2 separate regions of the Canis lupus genome follow, and region 1 is linked to region 2. The links are chromatin contacts, called in public Hi-C maps. All regions are on one chromosome and are shown on one strand. Each heading gives the region's core, a stretch centred on a gene start, on an enhancer-like site or on the middle of the called end of the contact. The rest is flanking DNA. Distances are from core to core; before and after follow the strand shown. Region 1 has its middle 92 kb from the start of MAN2A1. Region 2 holds the start of MAN2A1 (alpha-mannosidase 2).

Region 1 (5,982 bases), core at 937-3,436, 92 kb after region 2:
TGGGTCGTAATGTGTAAGTTTTGAATGGATGCGATCTGTAGAAAACTATCTTTGTGAGCACAAGCTGAGGGGAACCCCTCTACCTGCCCCCTGTCCAACTATCACCATCATGCCCCATTCACCCTCAATTATAAGAATGTGGAAATTGCCCTGATTGATTCTACTCTCAACAAAATTCTGTTTATTTCATGTGTTCATACGAAATGTATGAATTCTCTTCCATTTAGTACAAGGGACACTTGACACAATATCTGTCATGGGGATTATCTGCTCATCCAACACACGTGGAATACATTGCAGAAATGGGTTCCTGAGTGAACCTATTGGCTCTCCATTTCTGAAAACTATATGTAGACAACCTTCCACTCTGATAGGTTTCAGATGCTAAGATCCAACCTTTTGGACTGAAGATACCTTCACTATTTTCTTTATTTTATTACACCTAATCATCCCACTAAGTGTATGCTAAAGTACATCGCTTTAAAGTTAGTTAAACTAAGCTTGGGTATTTTAAAAAGGCCCTTTGTGATTCCTTCAATTAAGTGTAGGATGTCCCCAAAATACAGGAAAATTCCTGATTTAGGGGCATTCACTTGGATGAACCAAAAAATTACACCAGGCTCTTTTTAGTTCTTTCATTCTATGAAATCTGAGTACTACCATGTAGCTTCTATTTGATTAGAGGTGCATTAGTCTCGGCATTTAGAAAACAATGGTTGAATGTTTATATATGGAATGAAGAGAAGAGCATTCAGATTGGTCAATAGAACAAGGACAAGCTCTTAAAATTTATCTCAAGCACTATTTTTAGTGGCCTAATGCTCTAGTTCTGTTCCGTCATGAATCACACGCCGGGTTTTCAGAGCGAAGAACCATTGAACGGTGCCTGATTATAACAAATTCTTCTCTTTGCTTAAAAAAAGTATCTTTCAAAAGCATGTTAACCGTATCTTCATATGAAACCTGCAGTTATATACAAAAGTTGTTTCATATTTTCAAGAACACTGAAACTTTCTAGATGCTAAACTTGCTGGGTCTGTCCTAATACTAAGACATAAACTATCTCTGTATTGGAACTGTGGTCTGTCCAGGAAGACCATACTATTCCCTAAAGAGTTTTTGAAAGCCCAAGTGACATGTTCATCAAGGCAGCAAGCCTTGGAAAAGGAAGTGTTCCACCTCGTTATTGCAAATCTGTACCACTTAGAGTTACCTCCACTGAGGCTGGACTGATTCTTAGTCTAACTAAGAAGTGGTCCAGGGTTGGACCAATGTATGTGCTGTCACAAATGGCCTAATAATTTGGCATGCCCTCAGGTCTATATTTCTTAAATGTTATTTTAATATTTATTTGAGTGTGAAGGAGTAGGAAAGGAGGGGCTGGAGGCAGCCTTAGTCCTAACTCTATTTCTTTAGGCAATTCTATTCCAGCTCAGACTTGTATCACCCGGTAAGCAAAGGGACACCCACCCAGGTTTTTAATCCGTTTCTCACCATCTGCTGTTACTCATGCGTACTTCTGATATAGCCTTGATGTTAAAAATATAGAGCCCAATATGACACAAAGAGAAAACAGTGTTATTCTTTTCCTCACTGTCCCTTAAGTCCTTCCTGTGGGCTAGTTCTTTCCTTGCCAATAGATGAAATCCTGGTTTTTACGTTCATTTGTAGATAAAGTCTTAAAAGTCCTCCAGGAACTTCTAGGCAAAGCAAGTATCAATAATTAAAATGTCCTTCCGAAGGGCAGCCCGGGTGGCTCAGCGGTTTGGTGCCTGCCTTCGGCCCAGGGTGTGACCCTGGAGACCCGGGATCGGGTCCCATGTCAGGCTCCCAGGATGGAGCCTGCTTCTCCCTCTGCCTGTGTCTCTGACTCTCTCTCTGTCTCTCTCAAGAACAAATAAATAAAAATCTTTAAAACTAATAATAAATAAAATAAAATAAAATAAAATAAAATAAAATAAAATAAAATAAAATAATGTCCTTCCGATACGGTAGTCCCACTGCTGGGGTTGCATCCATCCTGCAGTCTGTGTGTTTAAGGCACAGCCCAAAGCAGCCACTTTCTAATGTAACCTTCTTTTATCTACATATCAAGGCTGACTTGGGCAATAGCTTTACTCAGCACCCTCATAGCCTTGTTCTCGTGTAGGCCCCATAGCCAAGGCTTGACCAGCCTGATTCAAGACTTGGCTCCATGCCCTGTTATTCCTCCCAGAACAAGGGGAGATAAGCAGCCTGTGAAGAGTTGCCCAATGCAGTTTCTCATCTGCCTTCCTGTCTTGTGAGAGGCTGCCACAAGACCATTGCTCATCCACCTTCCTTATTTCTGCTGAGTGCAGGGCTTTCCACCCTTCCTCCTTCTGGTACAGATGTAGCTTCTGTGAAAGTTTATAAAACTTCTTGGCTGTTATTTAGAGTTGGCTTCTCGGAAGCAGACTGGCTACTTCTCTTACCATTCCTTTGATTTGGTGTCATCTCCACCTGTGTCCCGTGGAAGAGAGACATGGGGAGCTGACATCGTGGTGCCCTTGCTTTTGCCATGTAGTAAGAGTCTACCTGAATCCACTCGGGCTCACTCTCACATTGCCAGTTGGCTCTCTGAGAATGTGGCAAGCCTACCTGGCAGTTTCCATAGTGACCCTAGGGAGTCCTACCCACCTCCTGCTGCTTGAAAGCAGCAAACCAGCCACAGTCTCTCTGCTTTATACTCTTCCATTCTCTGTTCACTACAAACCTCAGGGATGTAAATCAAAATTTTTAAGTAGTTTTCCTAAAGCTCTTCTTCCTTGAGGTAGATATAAGCATACCCCACCACTCCGACATTGCCACCGACAGGATAGCCGCCAATACTCCAACAGCTTCCTCCAAAAAACCCTTCCTTGACTAATGTCTTCAGTCCGAACCGGTTTATATTTTCAGAATTGGCCTGAGCATGCAAAATTGGCCAACCTTCTTTGCATGCTGGCTTAGCACTTCATTTTGGAATGTGAGCACAACTCGACACCTATCACCTATTATGTTATTCTCAGCTTTTGAAGTGTAGGCTTTAAATGAAGATGGAAAGAGTTCTGAGCAAACTCTTTGGCTGGTTTAACATCAACCCTGTATAATGCAAATTATTTCTTCTAGTAAATTCTAAACGGAATTCTGGTTAAAAGCCACATTATGTTTACCCATTTTGTTACATTATTAGTGATGCTCCATCAGACTTTACAGTTTGCAACTCTAGGTAATGTCCTAATTGGCCACCATTTTACCCAGCTCTGGTGCCAACCATGAAAAGGTTAAATTTCCAGAAGCCATGTTTTGTTCTAGGCCACCAATCAGGCAGCTTTAAATTAGAGACTATATAATGCCCAATGTTCACTTCTCATTTGACTGTGAAGGCAAGAGTTAACTTCTGAGCACATTAATCTCAATCACAAAGTTGTTGAATTTATAACCCTCTTGCTTGCCTTCATTAAATAACTGCAAAGCCCAGAAATTGCACTGAGCTTTTTAAAAGCCCTGAGTGTTTTCATATACCTTATTTGTCTCTAGCTAAATGCAGCTGCAACCACGTCTCTGTAGTATGGTTGGCCCTGGGAAAAAATTGTGAAATAACTGCTTTGATTATCAGCACCTCTCGTACCCCGTTTTATGCCATCTCCCCCTGGGGAGCACCTAATGCTTGCATAGTTTCATGAGGACATACCCTCTGAGGGCTGGGCCCTGGCTCACAACCACGCTCGCTCTCTTTCCTAGTAAAACTCACCAATTATGTCCCTTATTTATCCTGACAAATATCTTCCCTGAGCTTATGATGAAGATTTTTGGCTTACCTTGCCCTTGCTTAGTTTCCCCTTTTCTCTTACCCGACTGGGAACTTTTTGCTTCTCCATGTTGATTCTTCTAGATTTTTATAATACAGGAAAAGACAAAGAGGAGTGGGACAGGAGATAAAAAATTAATAAATCTATCCTAAGATAGTAATACCTCATAATAACAATGTGCTATTCACTCCTGGTGTATTTGGAGAAATCAGACACTGATGGTAGAAATTTCAGATATTGCAGCAAAGTGGAAGATGTGCATCCTGAATCCAGGAGCCTTCATATTAAACCAAGGGAAGTATATTTGTACCAAACTTATTCTTCCGCTTAAAAATCTGGTTTTGCTGAAAAGCTCTTTCAGAAGACCTTTCTGTAAACCTTTTAACTTATTTGGCAAAGCATGTACTTGTGTATAGTACTACTCTTAAAATTAAAATAGGTGCTGAGCACCTGTGAGTTAGCAGGTACTGTACGAGGTATTTAGCACACATTTGCTATGCAGACTGAGAGTTGTTTCTCGGTGTATTCTCTCCTTCAGTAGTAATGGATTTTCAGACAAGCACATGGTTTTTCCCCTTGAGACTATTTCTCAGGTAGATAGATAGCCATGCAACTAAGTGCTTTTCAAAAGAATGGGGGCAGAAGGACGTGTGCGACTTCTGCATCGCTTCTTTTTTCTTTGAAGATTTTATTTATTTATTTGGGAGAGAACAGAGAGAACAGAGAGGGAACACTGAGGGAGAAGCAAACCCCCCTTCCCCCCACTGAGCTGGGAACCTAAATGTGGGGCTCGATCCCAGGAACCCTGGGCTCATGACTAGAGCCGAAGGCAGACACTTAACCGACTGAGTCACTCAGGTGCCCCAACTTCTACATCGCTTGAATAAAAATTTCTTATCCTCAATTGCCTCTCTCTTGCCCTTTTTATACTCAATGGAATGCAGATATGTCCATAAACTAGCTTGGCCATGAATATTCAACAAGAACCCTGCTAATGGAAACGTGACACAATGAAAATTACCTGGGGTCCTGACTGGTTATTCTGGATCAAGTAGACTTTTAACAGAGATAGAAAAAAACTATCTTGTTTGAACTGCTGTAATTTTTGGTCTCCTTCTTACAGAATTTTAGCCTATATTAATAGTAATATATAAATCTGCTTCCAAGTCACAGAGGTCTGTTATTATCCTTATTTTAAAATAAGGAAATATCTGTATTATTAACTTTATTTTATAATAAGAAAATTAAAACTAAGAGATTAAATAAAACTATATTTAAACCTAAGTATAGAAGTACAAGATAATACAGTAAAGTAGTGGCTGAAGTAGGACTTAAGTTTCCATTTGGCTTTAAAGTCAGATACTGTCCCACTCTGCTTTATTCTTTATAATTCCTAAATTAACTTGTATATATGTCATGACCCAATGTATTTTTTAAAAAAGAAATAAATAGCAAGTTTTGAAGTATCCTATGTTTTTTATATAATAAGTCTGCAAAACACACATTAATATATGAAAGAACTTATACAAAATGTACTTCAATATTTTCTGTAACATATATAACATATGGTTAAAAAAAATCCATTTAGCTCAGTCTTAGAGTAATGTTGCTATGAGACAATGAATCTCAAACTTCTTAAAGGCCCCTTTATACTAAAAATTTACTGAGGGATCACAGCAATCTTTCGCTTTTATGAGTTATATCTACTCTTATTTTGTTCAAAAATAAAACAAAGACATTTTTAAGGGGTGGGAGCTAGGCAATATGTGTGATGGGGAAGGAAAGAGGTAGCCTTCCAGTTATGGAATGAATAAGTCACAGGAATAAAAGACACAACATAGGGAATATAGTCAGTGATAGCGAAACCACATTGCATGGTGACAGATGCAGCTACACTCGCAGTGAGCATAACATAATGGAAAGAGCAGCTGTATCGCTGTGGTTTACACCTGAAAATAATGTAATATTGTGTGTCACCTACACTCAGATTTATTTAATTATTAAAAAATAATTTTTTGTCATTATGAATCTCCTCTTAACTTATAAAATACCCCTGAGAAAGATAACCTATCACCTCACAGCTCAGTATTGATTATCAAGTAATAAGGAGAGGAGAAGAGAGCACCCCTATACCATTTAAGACAAATGTCAACCACTCATGGTTGTCCTT
Region 2 (5,683 bases), core at 2,853-5,352:
AGATGTGAAGTATTTAAGAATATTTTTATATGTGTTTATTCACAATAAAAGTTAAAATCCAAAAGGCCTGGGTGGCACAGTGCACTAAGCATTGGTCTCTTGATTTTGACGCAGATCAGGATCTCGGGGTTTTAAGATCAAACCCAGTGTCAGGCTCTGCACCGGATATGGAGCCTGCTTAAGACTCTCTAATTCTCTCTGCCCCTCCCTGCCTCTGGGAAAAAAAAAAATCCAAATGTCTCCACATTCCAAAGTCTTTTAATCAAATATCTTCAAGACGTTCTCACTATCTTGCTTGATAATTGTTATCCTGGCTAAGATGAAGCCTGAACTAGACTTTCACATTTTCTATCAAAGTTCCAATCTCTGAAGCCACTTCCAAGAGTTAATAATAATCCCTATAGTCATAGTCTACGCTAAATATTTACAAATTGATCACTTGTTATATAAAACCCAATATACTGTCATTCTCCAGATCCAATCATAAGACATCAGACATCTGTTACAACATACGTAAGCAACTTGTGAAATCTGCTTGTAAGAAGTGATGAAGAATTTCAGGACCTTAATGTCTTTCTTTTCTTTTCATCTACTTGAATTCTTACATCACCTCAAAGCATCTTCAGGGAATTAGGCCCTGGTCAGCCTCTCAATTGCAGTGTAATTTTTATTAATTTTTCTAGCTGAGATTATTAACCCTCAAGTATACACAGAAGCTAACACAGACAAGCCCACCTGTTGCCTCCAAGCCTCACCGGAATTCCTCCCTGGAACAAAGGGTAAAGCCTTCCAAAGACTATGTCAGAGGTAGGCTGTTCCTCTCGGGTGGGAGAAACCAGAGAACCCAGAGTTGGGCCTACTGCCACCCCAGAGTCTGGCCAAGCGGTGAAAAACACAGAGTTGGAGGAGGAAAGGAAAAGAATGAAACGCAGAATAACAGCAAATAGATTGCTCTCAAACTAGGATGGTTTTAAAACATAACTTGCTTTAAAAAAAAAAAAAAAAAACATATCTTGCTTACTAAATAGACCATATACATCACTGAAGGTTCCACATTGACTTAATGAAACTAAAATCCTAAATCCTAAACTGAAATTCTGCAGAAATCAATCCCTTTCTAGATAAGTCATTCTACTAAGATACCAAAAATAATATATAGTGATGGACTGGCTTGCTTCAAATTCACCAAAGAAATGTAATACATTATTGCAAGCTAGTTTTGTAATGTGTGGTGTTCTCATCAAATTAAGGTTTACACGGGATTTAGAAGTAGTGAGAAAATAAAAATCAACTCAAAAGGCTGGATGCTGTGCTGCATAATGGTTTTCATTACAATGTTTAGCTCTAAAGAGAGCAACAAGACGTTCTGGGAGGGGTATAAATCTCAAATGTTAAACGTTTCAGAAAAAGGAGCACATTTGTTAGAGCTTCATAATTTAACTTCCTTAAAAAAAAATTTTTTTTAAAGTCATATGCTGAGGAACCACAGAGCAACATGCTCTATCTTCTATATCAGATCTTTTCTGCAGGCCAACTGGGACCTAAAAAGTAGGCAAGGAATTATTAGCATAGCATAATGGCTGAAAGCCTAGACTCCAAAGGCCACCTGTTCAACCCTCAGCTCTTAGTAGTGGGACTTTGGGCAAGTTAAAAAAAAAAAATTATATATATATATATATATATATATATACACACACACACACACACACACACACATATATATATATCTGTGCCTCGGTTTCCCCAACTACCAGATGGTGGGAATAGAGTTTGTCCTGTACGACACATAGGTTGCTGTCCTGCATAGGAGTTAGGCTTACAGAGGGTTTACTCTGTCCCATCTGTTTGGGGATTCAGTGTCTCTCCAAAACTCTTATCAGCAAAAAAAAGTGCTTTCTTCCTGAACCGAAAACGCAGCCCTGAAAAACCTGACAGTGGTCACCTTAATTAAGCATAAAAAAGCTCCACCTTCCAAATCCTCTCCCCTCGCCCACAAACCAGAATACAGACCAGAGCCTGCTCTTCCAGCAGCCACTGTCACTTTCCATCAACTGCATTCTGCTCTATGCAGAACTTAAGCCCCTCGAGGAGGACCAAGGCTGGATATTAAAATATTGGAATTAACTTTGCCTACGATTTCCCAGTAACTGAGTCACTCACGTCTTTAGTAACAGTAAAATGTCAAGGTTGCCAGAGAACCCCAGCCCCAGATGTTTGCATAAATCATTTCCAAGTGATCATCACACCAGAGCCAAAGGACGTTATTTAAAATAAGCTAACGGCTTAAATAAATCAGCTTTTTTTTCTTGTAATGAAGAAAATTCGGAAAATGTGATGGGGGGGGCAGAGGATCAGAGCAAGTTGAGCCACCAAATTATACAACCTATTAATTAGCAGGGCTTAGCATTCCTTTGGGTATGGCTTCCGAGGGCGGTTACCCCATTTTTAACTTCCATTCCCTCTCAGTAACAAGCACTGGGCAAACTCCATAAAGTGAAGCCTTAGAAACATCCCACGGTGCTTACCTCACTGTAGCTTCTGTATCATACTAATAGAGAAGAAAAAGCTTTTAACAATGTTGAGACATGTTTACAACAACATCTGTAATACTTTCCACCTGCGAGGTACTTTGAGGGCTCCGGAGGGACCACGGGCATCCACCATGAGGTCATTTTTCACTTTCAGAACTCTGACACAGTTTAGGAGTTTAGTTTGCGTTAAACTGCGGCCTTGTGCCCTCGCACATCACGACAGCGAATGGCAAGGAGGCTCTCTGGTCGCTTACACTGCCACCAAAAAAAAAAAAAAAGACAGACCCAGGCAACTTGTGCAGTATGTCTGGATCAAGTGGTGAGATGGAGCCGGTTTGGAGTCCTGCAGGTCCATTCACCCCAGAGGGTGATCACAGGGCACCCAGTTTTACGAGGATTTCTGGAGAGCACAGGTCATGATGGGTCAAGGCCCTGACAGCGCATCCTTGCAGACAGAACCGGTGCCTGCTTGCTTATTTTGAGCAACTTCGTGTACAGGAGAGACCTCGGGCGGGTGGTTCCGCGAGCAGGGAGCGCGCGCCCCAGGGCGCAGGCCGAGCGCCCCGCAGCTTCGGGCCGGGGTATGGCAGCGCCCCGGCAGCGGGCCCCCGGCGGCCGCACAGCAGCCCCGGGCAGCGGCCCCAGCCCCCGACCCCGGCCCGGCCCCGGCCCCGGCCCCAGCCCGGGCTCTGCCGCGGGGAATAAACTTTTGCTTCCTCCTCCAGACCGTGGAGAGAGGCGCCGCGGAGCCGACGGGGGTGTGCGGGACCCCGTTTCCGCGGCCGCCCCCGGGGTGGGGGGGTCCGGCAGGTGCGCGCCGCCACCCCACGGGCCCCGGGGCGAGCGCGGGCACCGGGGCCACCGCCCCTGGGTAGGAGGAGGTGGAGGGGGGCGGAGCAGGAGGAGGGGGGGGGCTGGAGGAGGAGGGGGGCGGAGAGGGGAGGAGGAGGAGGGAGGAGGGAGAGGATGAGGAGGACGGAGGGCTGCAGCGGGGGGGAGGAGGAGGACGAGGAGGGAGAGGGGGAGGAGGAGGAAGGAAGGGGGCTGGAGGAGGGGGGCAGGGAGGGAGAGGGGGGAGGAGCAGCAGGACGGGGGAGGACGGGGAGAGAGGAGGAGGGGGTGGGGGAGGAGGACGAGGAGGAGAAGACCATGGAGGGAGGAGGACGAGGAGGGGGAGGAGACCATGGAGGGAGGAGGACGGGGAGGAGGGGGGGAGGGAGGGGGAGAAGGGCGGAGGACGCGGAGGAGGGGGCTCCCCCGGGGGGCGGCCGCCGTCGTCCGGGCGCAGCGGAGCGGGGAGGCGGCGGCTCGGGCCCCCCTCCGCGCCCCAGGTCGAGCTCTCCGGGCCGGGGCGCGGGGCGGCGGGGGCTCGGGGGCGCGGGGGCGCGGCGGGGCGGCCGGGGCAGCCCACGCCCGGCGGCGGGGCCCGGGGCTCACCTGGGGGAAGGAGCCCTCGCGGCGCGGGCCCTTGGGGTAGTCCAGGTGACCCCGGTCCAGCATCAGGTAGAGCGAGAAGATCACCACGCAGAAGATCGCGCTGCCGAACACGGTGAACTGGCGGCTCAACTTCATGGTTTCCTCGATGGACGCGGGGCCCGGGCACCGTCCTGCGCCCCGGGCGGCTGCGGCTGCGGGTGCCGGTACCGGTGCGGGTGCGGGTGCGGCTCCCCGCGCGCTCGGCCGGGCGGCCCTGGCTGGGCGGGACCGGCCTGCAGCCCCGGGGGCCCCGCAAACTTGGCCCGGGAGCGGGGAGCGGCCGCCGACCGCACTTCCTGGCGCCGCCGCCCGCGCCGGGGCGGCAGGAAAAGTTTTCGGGCAGGAGGGCGGGCGGGTCCCCGGGCGAGCGGGCTGAGGGCTCCGGGCAGCGGCGGCGGGAGCGGCGGGAGCGGGGGCGGAGGGGGACGCGGGGAAGCGGGAAGCGGCCGGGAAGCGCAACTTAGCGCCGCGTGACGGCCCGACCCAGGCAACCGGACCGGGGTGCGCAGGGGTGCGCCGAGGACTGATGCCGGCGGCGAGGGGAACCGCGGCTCGGCGGGACGCGCACCGCGCCCGCCCCACGGCCACCGCCACTGCCTCTCCAGAAACGGGACCGGGCTGCGCGGGGGGAATGAAGGGCGCAGGGGGAGGCGGGCGGCGAAGCGAGCGGAAGCAGCGCCCCCGAGCCGAGCACGAGACCCCAGCAGGCCCGCGCCCGCTTCCCGCCCCGCACGCAGCGGACGATGGCGGCGGCCGCCGCGGAAGGAAGGTGCGCCGCGTCCCCGGCTCCCGCCCTCCGCCCTCCGCCCGCCGCGCAGGAGGAAGCAGCCGCGGCGAGGCGGCTGCCGGGTCAATGGGCGCCCGCAGCCCCGCAGCCGAGCAGGCGGCTGGCCCCGCCCCCTCCGACGCGTCGGCCGGGGGCGGGGCCTGAGGCGGCCAATCACGGCGCGCCGCTCCTAGGCCCCGCCCCCAGCGCCCCGGCGGGGAGCAGACCTCGGACGGCTTTTGTGCGGCGGCGGCGGCGGCGGCGGCCCCGGGGAGGGAGGGGCATGGGGGATGGGGACGGGGGTGGGGGATGGGGGCGGGCCTTCTCCCGCTTCCTTCCCTCCGCCCCGGGCCTGGCGCGCCTGCTGCGGCCTCAGCGGCACCCCCGGAGCGCGCGCTCGCGTGCAGTCGGACCCGCCCGCGCTGCCCCCGCGGACCTCCCCACGGCCGCGGCCCCCCCGCCCCGGGCTGCCCGCCCTTCTTGACTGCGCCGAGCAAATGCAGCTGGGCCCGCTCGAGTAAGTCTCCCCTCGCCCGCCGCGCCGCAGCTGTGCCGGGAGAGGGCGCCGGAGAGCCGCTCCGGGAAGCCCGGCTGCGCCTGCTGCTTGCTTGCTGCTCGGCGGCCGGCCTGCGTGCAGGCAGGTGCGGGCAGGTGTGGGCAGGTGCACCGCGGCGAGCCCGGGCCCAGGTTTCCCTCCTCACCGCTAACGCTGCTGCTCCTGCGGAGGGAGCTCCCCCACCCCACCCCCGGGCTTCCCAGAGGCCAGGTTCATAGAGGTTCCCCAGGGCGGGGCTCCGCAGGTGCTGCTGGGCTGCCCTTCGCTGAGCCCCAGGGAGCCGACTCCCCAGGAGGGTCTGGGAGGGGTTGGGCGGCTCCTCTTGGGGAGCTCCACACACACCCCCACCAGCCC

Evidence for each region. Hi-C and Micro-C count contacts between places; a contact is called where the count stands out from the background.
Region 1: a contact with region 2 is called in a Hi-C map of blood, with 2.1 times the contacts expected there. The contact joins the enhancer-like site here to the promoter of MAN2A1 in region 2. A contact is called at or near these places in 2 of 9 Hi-C or Micro-C datasets (blood and liver).

What each region holds. Positions count from the first base shown.
Region 1 is chr3:2,594,650-2,600,631 of UU_Cfam_GSD_1.0, forward strand. No RefSeq gene overlaps it. Among named protein-coding and RNA genes, the nearest start is that of MAN2A1, 92 kb to the left of the region's middle. Within about 2 kb of position 2,187, at least 3 of the 20 cell types and tissues checked have an H3K27ac peak or open chromatin away from gene starts, as enhancers often do. A contact at or near this core is called in blood, where this site is marked.
Region 2 is chr3:2,501,201-2,506,883 of UU_Cfam_GSD_1.0, forward strand. MAN2A1 (alpha-mannosidase 2) reads right to left here and starts at 4,103. Exons shown (of 22, transcript XM_038532169.1): 1 at 3,969-4,103. The coding sequence starts at 4,103. It overlaps LOC119870980 (a long non-coding RNA gene), which reads left to right and starts at 3,763. Exons shown (of 3, transcript XR_005356543.1): 1 at 3,763-3,862.